Regions from separate parts of the Mus musculus genome. Here all the other regions are linked to region 1. The links are chromatin contacts, called in public HiChIP or PLAC-seq and promoter capture Hi-C maps. All regions are on one chromosome and are shown on one strand. Each heading gives the region's core, a stretch centred on a gene start, on an enhancer-like site or on the middle of the called end of the contact. The rest is flanking DNA. Distances are from core to core; before and after follow the strand shown.

Region 1 (2,536 bases), core at 26-2,525:
TGAGAATAAAAACGTGATAACCTTTGCTAGACCTTATGTAATGCTTTTGTTTATGTGATTGGAAAGCTACATCTTCTCACCAAATGCTAAGGACACAGCAGTTTCCTCCACTGGTCCTCCAAAAGTGTTAGAAATACCCTGCTGTTTTCACTATTTGACAGTAGTTGAAGTGAAACAATAAACACTGATATAAAATGTAAGGATTTTTTTTCTCCCCGTTACCAAAATGGAAAGTATTTCCCAGTTGTCAGTCTTTCCCCCTAATACATCACTAACAGCGGAGTTTGTGCCTAAACTTTAAACCTCAGCTGTATGTATTTGGGGGTGGGGAAGAGATGCTTTTCACAAGGATCAAACAAAGAATGTTTCCCAGGTTGAACTTGCAGAGGTTAATCTGTGTATGCCTTTCAAAGGGGAAAGTGCAGTGCCCTGAGGATCGATCTAAGACCCTCTTCTGCTTTTGTTCTGATTTGTCTAGTTAATAAACCACCAAGAAAGATAATTTTTAAACCTAATTTGCTGAAATGAGAATTTACTAACGTCTGAGGGTGGGGGAAGTAAATTTGACAATTTTCGACAAATTGGTTTTATATTAAAAAAAAATCTCCACTGACACTTTTGACTAAAAAGGTAAATAAAAGATCCCCATCTACTTGTTAATCCAAAATCGGGGGGGGGGGGGATTAGAGAAAGCAAGGTGCCCTTACACAGCTCAGCGAACCCTGGATGCTCCAAGGCCACTGCAGCTCTCCGCAGGCACGCTGGTCTCCTGACTCGGCTTCACCTTCCAGTCCGCACAGAGCTCGGGGGCACCGGCGACAGGGAAGGTCAGAGTCCACAGACTAACCCCTACAGCCCACGGCTGAGAAGGGCCTCCAGTCCCAGGGAGTTTTAAAATGCGGTTCGTGGAAGGGCATTTCTGATCATTCCCTTTCAAGGACATGATGCAGCCGAAAGGGAGAAAAAAAGCGCACTTTCTTCGAGGTTTGTGTGGAACAGAGTAGGGAGAAGGGGGGTGGACAGGGAGGAGGGCACTAATCAAAGCCAAGTCCGGGGCGGCGTGGCGAGCGTCTCGGAGGTAGTGGAGTGTAAACGCGGGCGGGATCCACGTAGGGCTGCTCCCACGGGGGGTCTCCGCAAGATCGCGCGCAGGCGTGGGGACCGCGGCCGGGTGGGTCCCCACGCACTCTGCCCCGACCGACCCGCGCCCCCCTGCGCGTCACCGCCAGCCCTGCCTCCGCGCGCCTCCTCCTGCTCCACCTCCCCGGCGCGGCGCGGTCCGGCTCGGGGGCAGGAGGAGCTTGGGCGGGAGGAGCACTCCGTAGGCCCGGGAGCTCGGCGGGCCCTCGGCGCGGGGGAGCCACGGCGCTGCGCTGCGAGCGTGGCTCGGAGAAGAGGGCGTGGAGGTGAGCCGGGTGGCCAGAGCGCCGAGGTGGCCGATCCGGGGTCGCCGAGCAGCGGGTGCTGTGCGGGAGCCGCATCTTTCCTCCCGGATTCCGGGGGGGGCTTGGAGCTGGCCAGGGGGCGAGTGGGAGGGGTGCTGGAGGGCGTCCGTCGCACGCATTCCGCCCCCTTATCCCCGTCGGTCTTCCCAGAGCTCTGGGAAGTCCTCGGGTCCGGGCCCAACAGAAAGGAGGCCAGGAGAGACCTTGTCCCAGGTCGGATGTGCCCGAAAGGGAAAGGACCCGCAGGTTACTTTTGCCAGCCACTTTGGATTGATGCGGCACTTTTCACTGTCGTACAGCACTGCTTGCCAAACAGGTAAATAATGCCTGCAGTGGCTTTGCTTATAAACCCGGTCATGTAATCCGGGTGTGCTCAGGCCATTTTGCGTTTAGAAGTAATTGGTCTGGTCTTTCAGTGTCCTTAATTACCTCTGCGTCCCGTGTTCAGCCTCAGCTGAAACTTGTTGAAAATTATGCCCTAAAAATCTTGTTCTGAAAATAACATAGGGAGATAAAGAGATTTTATTTTTCCTGTGGTCGGGGAGAATTCCATTTATTATCTTCACTATCCTGTGAAGCAGGATTGGTGTCAGTGTTTACTCTTCAGGCAGATTGTTTGTTTGTTTGTTTGTTTTTAAGTAGAAAAACTTATTCTGACCCACATTTAATTATCGCCCATCACTGTAGGTGAAATAAAATTCAGACTCCTGCCCCCACTTCAACCCTCAGTACTTGATTACCTAAAGCCCCAGTTAACCACCCCACTGCTTGCAACCTTCTTCTCTCTAGTCTACCCTACCACCACCCTTTTAATAGTTTTTTTAATTACTTATTTACTGAGTTGATGTTTTCTTTGACACTGTACTCACCCCCCCCCCTCCATCCCCCGCATCCTCAAGATAACCTATTTGGAAACGTAAGATAGGAAAACCAGAGTGTTTAGCTGCACCGGGGCAGCTATCAGGCTGCCTGGAGATGCTCCTGAGATGGTGGCATTCACTGCGGTTTCTGCCTCTCAGCTAGTCTGGGCGGGGTGGGCTGGCTGGGGCTGGGGCTGGGGGGCAGTTTCAGCAGTGATAAGTTAGCTAATT
Region 2 (2,536 bases), core at 27-2,526, 2.9 Mb before region 1:
AAGCCATTGCTCTTCTATTCAGGAATTTTCCCCCTGTGCATATCTTTGAGGCTTTCCCTCACTTTCTCCTCTATAAGTTTCAGTGTCTCTGGTTTTATGTGGAGTTCCTTGATCCACTTAGACTTGACCTTAGTACAAGGAGATAGGAATGGATCAATTTGCATTCTTCTACATGATAACCTCCAGTTGTGCCAGCACCATTTGTTGAAAATGCTGTCTTTTTTTCCACTGGATGGTTTTAGCTCCCTTGTAGAAATTTTCTTAATAATTAATTTTTATTTTAACATAATTATATTTAAGAGGTAGAGGTGAGACTTTGTCCTGATTTTAGATTTTCAAAATTTAAAAACAAACAAACAAACAAACAAAACCTGAAGTCTGGACATACTTACAGGCAGTCTGAGGTGAATGTCAGAGGTCAGGGTCTCAAGCCCGTAGCCTCCCATAGGTAAAGCCAGAGGTAAAGCCAGAGAAGTAGAGACTACAAAGTGGTCCTCCCAAGGGGCTTATTGGGACTCCAAGGCAGGATTTCCCTCTGCCCTTGACAAACCTCCTCCATGGCTCACGAGCTGCAATTCAGTTCAGATCTCACTGCACAGAACCCAAGACTGGACATCCCCACTACACTCGTTTTTCTATGGTCAATGTGGTTTCAAGGCTGTGCTGGACACTGAGTAAGATGAGGTGAATTCTGACCAGATTCACGGGAAGAGAAATGCCATGGGCGCACTCCCTGATGCCACTGTGTCGTTGTTTGTCAGGTTCAAAGGGGGCGTTTGGGACAAATGGAACTCTTCTTCTATTCTAGGTAACCCCCACTTCCCACCCCACCCAACTATGGCATTCTCCTGCTGAGGCTACTGAAGCCTCAGGACCAGGAATCTGCCATGAACTTAGCCTTGTCAGGGTGACTATGGACCACAGTCACCGTGGAGTAGGCACAGCAAAGCCGGCTTTCCAAGCCAAGGCTGCCTCGCCGGGCTCACCAAGGTGCTGCACGAGCCGACCCGCGTTCTGACAGAGGCCCACGCGCCAGGGCGGGGCTTAAGCGAGCCTCTTTAAAAGCTCCTGGGGCGGGTCCCGCCCCCACCTCTCGTCATTGGCTCTCTCCGTAGCGGCCTTGTTCCCATAGGTGCAGGGGGCGGGGGCTGAGTGAGACAGGCGTGGGGAGGGGGGCTTCACCTCAGCGGCTCCGCCCTGCTGGAAGAATGACGTGCGGTTAGGCCTGCGGGGTGACAGGCTCGCCCGGGCGCTGGTGCGGCGTCCCTGGAGACTCGGAGCCCGCCCTCCCGCCCGCCCGCCCGCGCGCGCTTCTCTCGTGGACGGCGGCGGCGGCGCGCGCGCGCGCGAGCGAGGGTGGAGGTGGCTCGTGCGTGCGTGTGAGTGAGCGCGTGTGTATGTGTGAGAGAGCGTGTGTGAGTGTGTGTGCACGCGCGCGTGGAGCCTGGGTACCGGTGCCCGACTGACTGCCTTCCACACCCTGCCTACTCCGCGCCTCCTTCCTCGCCTCTCTCCCGCCCGGCGGGCTGCCATCGTTGAGAGAAGGCCGGGGGACACAGGTGTGCGAGGCTTGCGGGACCGCTGGAGACAAAGGGGGCGCGGAGGTGAGCCCGCCATGGCCTCCCGGAGCCTGGGGGGCCTGAGCGGGAGCCGCGGCGGCGGCGGCGGCGGCGGCGGCAAGAAGAGCCTGAGCGCCCGCAACGCTGCGGTGGAGAGGAGGAACCTGATCACCGTGTGCAGGTGCGGGGCTGCGGGCGCCGGGCTGAGGGAGGTGCTGGGGCTCGGCGCTGCGGCCCGTGCCGCGCGTGTCCGCGGGCCAGCGGGGCCCTGCAGAGGGGCGGGAGCCTCTCCCCGCGAGGCCGTGGGCTAGCCCTCGCGTCTCAGGGTCCTCGCTTGGAGGCTGCCCGGGGAGGGCCGGGGCGGAGCCGGGGAGGAACCGTTTGGAACCGGCCAGCTTGCGTCTGAGGAGAAGAGGGCGGAGGAAGAGCAGCATCCAGCTGCTGTAGTAGTTACTGAGATGTCCCCAAATCCCTGTGCGTTCTCTTGCTGTCGCTTGTTGGCGTACGCATTTTCACTCCTCTCCCTCGGCCCTTATCTGTATTGGGTATCTAAGTCTTGTCAACTACAGTGCTTGTGCAATTGTGGAAGACTCCTGGTCAGTCCTTTTGGGCATTTATTTAAGTGCTTCCTGGTTGTAAATGTAGCCCTTCCTCCAGGAATTATAGAAATAGATCATCACTATCTATAAATCAAGAATTCAGAAAAAAACTGATTTTGAACAAGCTGATAAATTTTCTTTAAGTCTTATAATATTCTAGGCATCCATCTCTTAGTAACTACTCAGAGCCAATACGCTCTGTTAAAAATGATTTTGTTCCATCATACTGGTTAATCATCAACTACTGATAATTCTCTTGTTATCAGGTAAATGATGAAACCTTTCCTGCCTCTCTGGCTTATGTCTATTTTTTTTTTTCCTTATGTAAAATCGTGGCTAGCATCTTAAGCAGATTGCAGATATCTGTAGTAGGAATGA
Region 3 (2,536 bases), core at 25-2,524, 2.7 Mb before region 1:
CCACTTCATCTCACAAGCTCTACTCCAAGGCATTCCCCCTTCCCTCGTGGCTTTAATTCTACTCTGTATTAGTGCTTCTCAAACATTTGAACCAGTTTACAAACATGGAAATTCTGTTTCCTTTCCGTAGTTTACGCTTTGAAAATTGAATCCTCTCCTCATTTTTAAAAAATGTTTGCTCCTCCTTCTCAAGGTCTGTTAAGCACATGTATATTAATTCAAATTCATCAGTACAATGTCTCAACATATTTCCCTTTCTGGCTCCCTCCTCCGGACATTTCTTGAGATTACAAATTAGCTCCGACTGTCTAAAGCAGTTTAATACAGATAGACAGTTCGATGACTGTCGCTCCAGCCTCCGTCCATAACCTGTTTAAAACAAAATCATTTCTTTTAGCAATGCTAATCCAACTTGATGTTGTCTTTGGCGAATAGTCTCACAATTCACCTGTCTGTGCCTGAATATACTTATTTGTACTGACTGTCTTGAGGGTACTCCATCAAAAATCAATACTATAAGGAGTGTCTATTATAGCCAGGAGTTAAGAAATGCAGAACAGTACAAAGCATAACGTCTGTATGGGTGAGAGCAGAAGTATACTCCAAACAAGTTTTGTGAGGCATTTTCTCATTTACAAAGCAAAATTAAAACAAATCACGTACGCCTGAATTTCGTCTTGACCATAATCCCGTATTCCCGTTTTACAGATGAAAAACCCTGAGACTTCATTTTCCACTCTTTTATTGCTACAAAAAGGACAATTATACACACAGAGAGAAAGAACAGGTCTGTACAGAACAAAGTACCCAAAGGGCTGCGAGAGTCGGATCCGGCGGGTGGACCCCGGCCCCGCCGCCACCGCGGCCACCCGGGACCTTTGCGGCCCGTCTGCAAGGTCGGCGGGAGCCCAGGGCCGGCCCCGCGTCCCACACAGGGTTAACTGGAGTACCTGGTGGCGAGGCGACTGCAAGGCCCGGGTCTCAGCCAGCCTAGCAGGTGATGTCGACCACGAGGTGAAGCCTCCGAGGCTAACCGCGTCCACCGCCCTGGCTGCCCCACACTCCAAGTATGCAGAGCGGAGCCGGAACTCGAGGAGGACGCGGGAGAGCCGGGTCTGAGGCCCCGCGGGCTGGCGCGCCGGGGGCGTGGTCAGCATCCGGGGGCGGGGCCCGCGGGGCGCGAGGCGGGGCAGGTGGAGCCTGCGCGAGGCCGGCCCCGGCGTAGGAAGGGCGGGGAGCGCGTCTGGGCGCCGCGGTCGCGTGACGCGTTTTCAAATCTTTAACCGCCGCGGCTCCCGGGTCTGAGCTACAGCCTCTTCCTGCTCCGAGCCTCCGCGCCGGAACCGGCCCTCAAGCGCGGCCCGGCGCCGAGGCCGAGGCCGGAGCCGGGGCCGGGGAGGCCCTGGGAGCTTTGTGTTCGCGGCCGTTCCATGCGGCCCCCGGTGCGGACCCAGCATGTAGGTGCCTGGTGGCTGCCATGAACCTCGAGACCATGAGGATCCACAGCAAAGCACCTCTCCCGGGTATGGAGCCCCTCCCCCGCCGCGGTCCCTTTAATCGTTTCCTGCCTGGCTGGTTCCACGGAGGGTTCTAGAGAGTCTTCCTGCGGAGGGCCTCTTGCCGCTTTTGCGTTTCTGTGGGTTCTCGGCGCCCGCGAGGCGTTCGGTGTTGGTCTCCGTGAGGGACCGACGCTGGCCGGGCCCCTCATGCTCTCCCCGCCTCGGCCGCGAGCGACCCGGCATTCCCGGGGCTGCAGGCTTCAGACAATGCGCGGGTCCCCGACGGCCCCACGGAGGAGGCGCCCACGCCCATTTGTGACTGTTCCCGTCACTCGTGAGGGAGACGGAGAGGTGTATGTGTGTGTGTTTCAACCTCATAGACAAAAGCAGATTTCAATCTCAATGTTTAATATAAAAAATTTTCATTATAGGGAAAATTCCTAAGAGGTGCATGTGTGTCTAGTAACTAAGTACTAAAGTGCAGGTTGTCTTCGAAAGTTTAAAGAAGATGTTTGATTCTCATCTGCTTTTAAAATAAAAGATGGATGGCATAGTCCTTAGTGGGCTTAGGTTCTTAATATGTAAACAAAGTGCATGAACTCCCTCGTCTAGTTCTTTTAAGTACTAGACAAACTATGAAACCAAAATGCCAGCATTTAGTAACCCCTAAGAATTAGGTTGTTTATTCTAGATGAGTGTGTGTGGCTACCTAGGTAAATAAGCTTTAAATATTTGAAACACCTGTGTTGGGTTTTCACCGACCTGTTAATTACCCACATGACGTTTACACCATGAGAAGGTAAGTTTTCCAGAACAGCTCTATAGAATTCCTGCTTCATACACGGAACAGGAGTAAATAATAACTATTTTCTGCTGATTCAGCTCTTGTTCTCCAGTATAGAGTTTTGTGGAAACCATACAGGACAGTTTGCCTTCATCCTAAGTGGTAATATTAGGGAAAACATTTAGATTCTAATGACTTAATTTGTTATGACTAGTAATGTTTCCTTTCTGCAATAAAGCTGTTGAACATTTTT
Region 4 (2,536 bases), core at 27-2,526, 2.7 Mb before region 1:
TCTGCTCCAACTCCTTGTTCTTGTTCTATGGACTGTTCCTTGGTTAATAATGCGTTCCCTCTCTTTCTTTGTAACCTGTCTGCGAGCTTGGCCACCGTTTTGTTCCTTATTTTCTTGTGAACCTAGGAAATGCTTCTCTGCAGCCTTTAGAGTACCTTAGCTTTCCTCTTCTTTCTGTCAAGTACCTCTGTTTCCCTTAGCAACGGAAACAAACGCAGTCCTCTGGAGGGTGGCTTGCACCAGCGTTGGTACGCGTGCTGGACACAGCTTACTTTTGTGGTTTGGAAATGTGTGACAGGTCAACAAGCTCTTCGTTTTTCCACTTACTGTGTGGTAGTATTTCATGTGACTCCCTTCCTCTTTTTCTTGGATTCCACTTCTGTTGGCTCTCGTTCATTTTCTTCATTGTGTATGTATCACACACTCTGTGCAGAAGGCCTCCTTCCTCACATCATTGCCCTGGCTCTTGTTCCTCTGACCCCGTGGCTCCCAGCTTCCTGTGCTCAGTCAGTCACTACTCCATCCTGGCTGAGCCTGACACTTTGAAAGTCTTGCACCAGGACAGGGATCCGTTGCAGCAGGAGAGTGACGATGTGCCTTATTGCTGCAGGATGCATATTCAGCATAAAGGAATGAGGAGGCATTTTACAGGCTACTCCGAGTCAGACTTGCCTCGGGCGTAGCATACAATTGTGTGTGCTTTTGTGTGGGCTGTGTGTGTGTGAGTGTGTGGGTGTATGTGTGTCCAGACACTGATATCTGTGTGGAGTTGTTTCCATGAGATAGACTGTAGTCTTGGATCTCAGACTTGGTAATTCATACTTACTATTGTCTGCTGCTCAGCACTGTGCCTGTCAAGGTATTCAGGAAACATTTTTAGGTTTTTTTTTTCTCTCAATTTTCTGTCTCAAAGATATGAAGAAAAAAATCTAAGACCATTATGTTATTGACTAATAGAGTTTTGAGACATTTGCTGTAGTTATAAATTCTTTCCAGTAGATATTCAAATTTTTAGTCAGGTAGTGTCTAATGTGCGCTCTCTTTCCTTCCTTTCCCACAAGTATTCCTGCTGCTCCAAGCAGAGTACTGTCTACAATATGCCCTGGTTCTCTGAGGACCTGCATAATGACACTGGGAACTGAAATCTGAGTCCCTTTTGCTTTGACACCAAGGCAGAGCTTGTCAGAAAAGTCAGAGCCTGAGTGCTGAGGGGCCGGGATGACAGAGGACTTGGCAGGAACTTGGATGGCTGTGAGCCTGCTGACATTCCACCACATAAAGCTGTCTTACTGTCTCATGGACTCCTAAATCACCATGACACAATCGCTCATGTCAGCTTATAGCCCTGTCTCCCCTAGCAAAAATAAATCCAAGCTATTTAACCTTCTGGGCTGAGTTGACTCAGCAGGCTGTGCCATTTGCTGCCAGGAGCAGCATCTTCATTGAGACAACCATGTTTGGTCTTTTGTGAGAGTGTCATATGAGGTTTCTGATAGATTTGAGTTCATGGGACATATTCAGGTGAGGATTTTCTTGAATGGTCATTCTTTAATTTTTAACCGCAGTTATAAACTAAGGCAGTACTTAAATTTTTTTCACTGAAGCTAAGTCCCAGATAAGTCTTGTATCATAATTTTGTTTTAACCTTTTCTAATTTTTATATTTATTTTGTGAAAATGTGTTATTTAATACTAATAAAGTTATAGGATTAAACACCAATTCATCATTCATAATTAAGTAGTTAATATGTATAAGACACAAGCATATTACAAAATTTAGTGATAATATAAACTGAATATTTATCAACTATGTACTTGACTTTTAAACAACATTTAACTCTGTGTGTGTGTATGTTTGTATGTATGCGTGTATGTATGTATGTGTGTGTGTATGCGTGTACGTATATGTGTGTACACAAACACGTGCCATGTGGATACGTGAAGGTCAGAAGAACACTTGTGGGAGTCAGTTCTCTCCTTTCATTATTGGTAGATAGTGGAAGTCCCAGGGACAGATCTGAGGTCACCAGGCTTGGAATCAGTCAGCTTTATGCTCTGAGCCATCTCAGTGCATCTCTCCACCCACTTCCTTTTGGAGATCTATGTAGCTGAGGCTGCCCTTGAACTCTCAAGTCTCTCGTTCTTTTCTCTACCTCTCAAGGGTGAGGATTACAGGTGTGAACCACCATTGACCTAGCTTATGCTAATGTTGATGATACATGCTAATATAAGATGCTTTAATATTTTTAAATGTATGAGGTGGTTACCCACATGGTTCCCCATGAGATCTCCATGCTCCTCGAAGAGCTTCATATGCTGGTTTAATTCTGGAGAAGAAACCACACAGGGGAATTTGTAGTCTAAGTAGTTTCATGTGTTTATAGTGTGGTGTGAGTGGAGGATCTGAGAATAGGGTTAAGTAGAAGAGACATCCATTGTCCATGCAGAAAAGATGCTGTGGGAAAAGGTGTGTTTCAAGTGTCAGTCTGGAAAAGTGAGCTCCTTAACTATCGTTATGACTTCACGTAACCCTGGGT
Region 5 (2,536 bases), core at 19-2,518, 2.3 Mb before region 1:
TGAAGTTCTTGTCATACGGGCCTTTCCCTTGCTTGAGTAGAGTTACTCCAAAATACATTAAATGATTTGTGCCTACTATAAGGTGTGTTGTCTTCCTAACTTGTCTCTTACTCTGTTTTTGTTTGTATAAAGCAGGGCTACAAATGTTTCTTTTTGAGTTAATTTTGTATCCAGCCATCTTGATGAAGGTGTTTCTCAGCGGTAGGAGTTCTCTGGTAGAATTTTGGGTTGGATGCTTTGACTTCTTCCATTACAATTCGTGTCCCCTTGATTTCCTTAGTTGACTTATTGCTCTAGCGAGAACTTCAAGTATTGTGTTGAATAGATATGGAGAGAGCAAACAGCTTCGTCTCATTACCAATTTTAGTGGAGTTGTTTTAAGTTTTTCTCCATTTAACTTGATGTTGGATATTGGCTTGCTGTATATTGCTTTTATTGTATTTAGGTATGTGCCTTGTATCCCTAATTTCTCTTAAGACTTCTAGCATGAAGGATGTTGGATTTTGTCAAAGGCCTTTTCAGCATTTAATGAGATGATCACATGATTTTTTTCTTTCAGTCTATTTATGTGAAGGATTCATTGATGTATTTCCGTATATTGAACCATATCTACATCCCTGGAATAAAACCTACTTGATCATGATGGATGGTATTTTTGATGTGTTCCTGGATTTGGTCTGAGAGTATTTAATTGAGTATTTTTACATCAATGTTCATATGAGAAGTTGGTCTGATGTTCTCTTTCTTGGTCATATCTTTGCCTGCTTTGTGTATCAGGGGGACTGTGGCTTCTCAGGATGAGTTTGGCGGTGTTCTTTCTGTTCCTCTTTTGTGTAATAATTTGAGGGTTATTGGTGTTAGCTCTTTCTTGAAAATAGGTATAATTCTATGGCAAACCCATCTGACCTTGGGGCTTTTAATTTTTTTTTATTTTTAATTTTTTGGTTGGGAGACTTTTAATGACTCCTTCTATTTCCTTAGGGCTGTTTAAATAGTTTACTTGACCATGATTTAACTTTAGTGTTATCTGTCTAGAAAACAATCAAATTCGTTAAGATTTTCAATTTTGTGGAGAGCGGGCTTTTGAAGAAAGCTTTAGGAAATTTTTTGAAATTCCCTAAAGGTTGGGCTGCTGGTGTTGCAGTTACAAATCCTGTCCATTAGGTGGCAGAAGAACACCATATTTGAATATTTTTAAATTGTTCATAATCTTTCCCCCCATTTGCAGGAGGTTACAGTGTCTGGAGGAGCTCCTTCATGTCTGAGGGAAGCATTTTAACTGATGCCAAGTGTTTCTGAAAAAGTAGAGGGCTAATATGATGCAGATGTGCTGCCAATGCCGCCCCGAACTGGAAAACTGGAAGGAATGATTGCCTGCTTTGCCTCACCTTTCACACCTTGAGCTCCTAGCAACAAAGTAAACTAGGAAGGCAGAGGGCAAACGAGTCTGGGGAATTCATGCTGTAAAGTCCCAGCACAGACCTGAGTAAGGAAGAGAGAGGCTTGGTGATGACAGAACAGGGTATGTCTGTCACATGATTCAGGTAGGAAGGGGATGCTGGTTGGGGTCCTGGTATAATTGAGGAGAAATTGACAATGATTATCGTTTTAAAAATTAAATTAGATATGCATGCTACTAAAGACAATCGTGAACTGGTATCACCTTCATCGACACAGGGCAGCACGTTCTATTCTAGTATGTAGATGCAGGCAGGAACAGACAGCGCTTAGGCAACTGAGAGGCTCAGCTGGTGAAGCCAGGACATGAGTTTGAGCCCCAGAACCCACCAAAGAATGGATGGTGGGCAGAGCGAACTGATTCCAGATCACGTATGCTTCCTCTCTCTACCCCCGCGTCACAGAAAAGCAAATGTGGGTTATTCTCACTGGAAAGCATGGATTCATCTATCGCTGTGTATAGACGACATGACCGAGGTATATATAAATCCCTGAAGATTCAGTTAAGACATCGTTAAAATTGGTAAATTCAGTTATATTACAGAATATAAGATCAACACATAACAGTTAGTAGAATTTCTACTACACAACTGAAAAATAAATCAAAACTAACTAAGCAAAGTATTTGGGATAAATTTATTCAAAAAGGTGAAAAGAACTTTGTAATGAAACTATAAAGTACTGATGAAAGATTTGAAGAGGACACACACACATACACACTCACACATATATGCTCACATATACCACAGTACACACTCACACAGACTACACAGACACCATACTCCCCCACTACAGACACACACACACACATACACTCACACACTCACACCACACACACTCACATACATACCTCACATACATACATATATACATACACACATATACCACACACACATGTATCCTCACATACAACACATACACACACCACGCATATACACATACTCACACATACCACATACTCACATATAACACACACACTCACATACATATACATACCCATATATACACATACCACACACAAACACATGCAACTCACACATATCACACATACTACACACACCACAAATACAAACACTCA

Evidence for each region. Promoter capture Hi-C pulls out the DNA fragments that hold promoters and counts their contacts. HiChIP or PLAC-seq counts read pairs in DNA pulled down with a chosen protein or histone mark.
Region 2: a contact with region 1 is called in a promoter capture Hi-C map of cranial neural crest. The contact joins the promoter of Rundc3b here to the promoter of Steap2 in region 1. A contact is called at or near these places in 2 of 39 promoter capture datasets (cranial neural crest and liver).
Region 3: a contact with region 1 is called in a promoter capture Hi-C map of hippocampal neurons, with 5 times the contacts expected there. The contact joins the promoter of Dbf4 here to the promoter of Steap2 in region 1. A contact is called at or near these places in 6 of 39 promoter capture datasets (the 3T3-L1 cell line, cranial neural crest, hippocampal neurons and 3 more), 1 of 484 Hi-C or Micro-C datasets (embryonic stem cells), 7 of 115 datasets of contacts at active chromatin or transcription factors (astrocytes, embryonic stem cells, epiblast stem cells and 1 more) and 1 of 9 other capture datasets (embryonic stem cells).
Region 4: a contact with region 1 is called in an H3K4me3 HiChIP or PLAC-seq map of stem cell-derived neural progenitor cells, with 8 times the contacts expected there. The contact joins the enhancer-like site here to the promoter of Steap2 in region 1. A contact is called at or near these places in 6 of 39 promoter capture datasets (cranial neural crest, embryonic stem cells, frontonasal cranial neural crest and 3 more), 2 of 115 datasets of contacts at active chromatin or transcription factors (astrocytes and stem cell-derived neural progenitor cells) and 1 of 9 other capture datasets (embryonic stem cells).
Region 5: a promoter capture Hi-C map of second pharyngeal arch cranial neural crest shows a contact between it and region 1. The contact joins the enhancer-like site here to the promoter of Steap2 in region 1. A contact is called at or near these places in 9 of 39 promoter capture datasets (the 3T3-L1 cell line, cranial neural crest, frontonasal cranial neural crest and 5 more), 7 of 115 datasets of contacts at active chromatin or transcription factors (embryonic forebrain, embryonic limb bud, embryonic stem cells and 3 more) and 1 of 9 other capture datasets (embryonic stem cells).

The regions. Positions count from the first base shown.
Region 1 is chr5:5,692,828-5,695,363 of GRCm38.p6, reverse strand. Steap2 (six transmembrane epithelial antigen of prostate 2) reads left to right here and starts at 1,275. Exons shown (of 6, transcript NM_001103156.2): 1 at 1,275-1,406. The region is part of intron 1 of Gm40262 (a long non-coding RNA gene); the gene reads right to left.
Region 2 is chr5:8,621,692-8,624,227 of GRCm38.p6, reverse strand. Rundc3b (RUN domain containing 3B) reads left to right here and starts at 1,276. Exons shown (of 11, transcript NM_001347311.1): 1 at 1,276-1,740. The coding sequence starts at 1,616. All of the region lies in intron 2 of Abcb1a (ATP-binding cassette, sub-family B (MDR/TAP), member 1A), which reads right to left.
Region 3 is chr5:8,421,454-8,423,989 of GRCm38.p6, reverse strand. Dbf4 (DBF4 zinc finger) reads left to right here and starts at 1,274. Exons shown (of 12, transcript NM_013726.3): 1 at 1,274-1,523. The coding sequence starts at 1,478. It overlaps Slc25a40 (solute carrier family 25, member 40), which reads right to left and starts at 1,152. Exons shown (of 12, transcript NM_178766.5): 1 at 951-1,152.
Region 4 is chr5:8,355,276-8,357,811 of GRCm38.p6, reverse strand. All of the region lies in intron 2 of Adam22 (a disintegrin and metallopeptidase domain 22), which reads left to right. Among named protein-coding and RNA genes, the nearest start is that of Adam22, 12 kb to the left of the region's middle. Within about 2 kb of position 1,276, at least 91 of the 459 cell types and tissues checked have an H3K27ac peak or open chromatin away from gene starts, as enhancers often do. A contact at or near this core is called in astrocytes and stem cell-derived neural progenitor cells, where this site is marked.
Region 5 is chr5:7,995,538-7,998,073 of GRCm38.p6, reverse strand. No RefSeq gene overlaps it. Among named protein-coding and RNA genes, the nearest start is that of Steap4, 36 kb to the right of the region's middle. Within about 2 kb of position 1,268, at least 15 of the 459 cell types and tissues checked have an H3K27ac peak or open chromatin away from gene starts, as enhancers often do. A contact at or near this core is called in embryonic limb bud and second pharyngeal arch cranial neural crest, where this site is marked.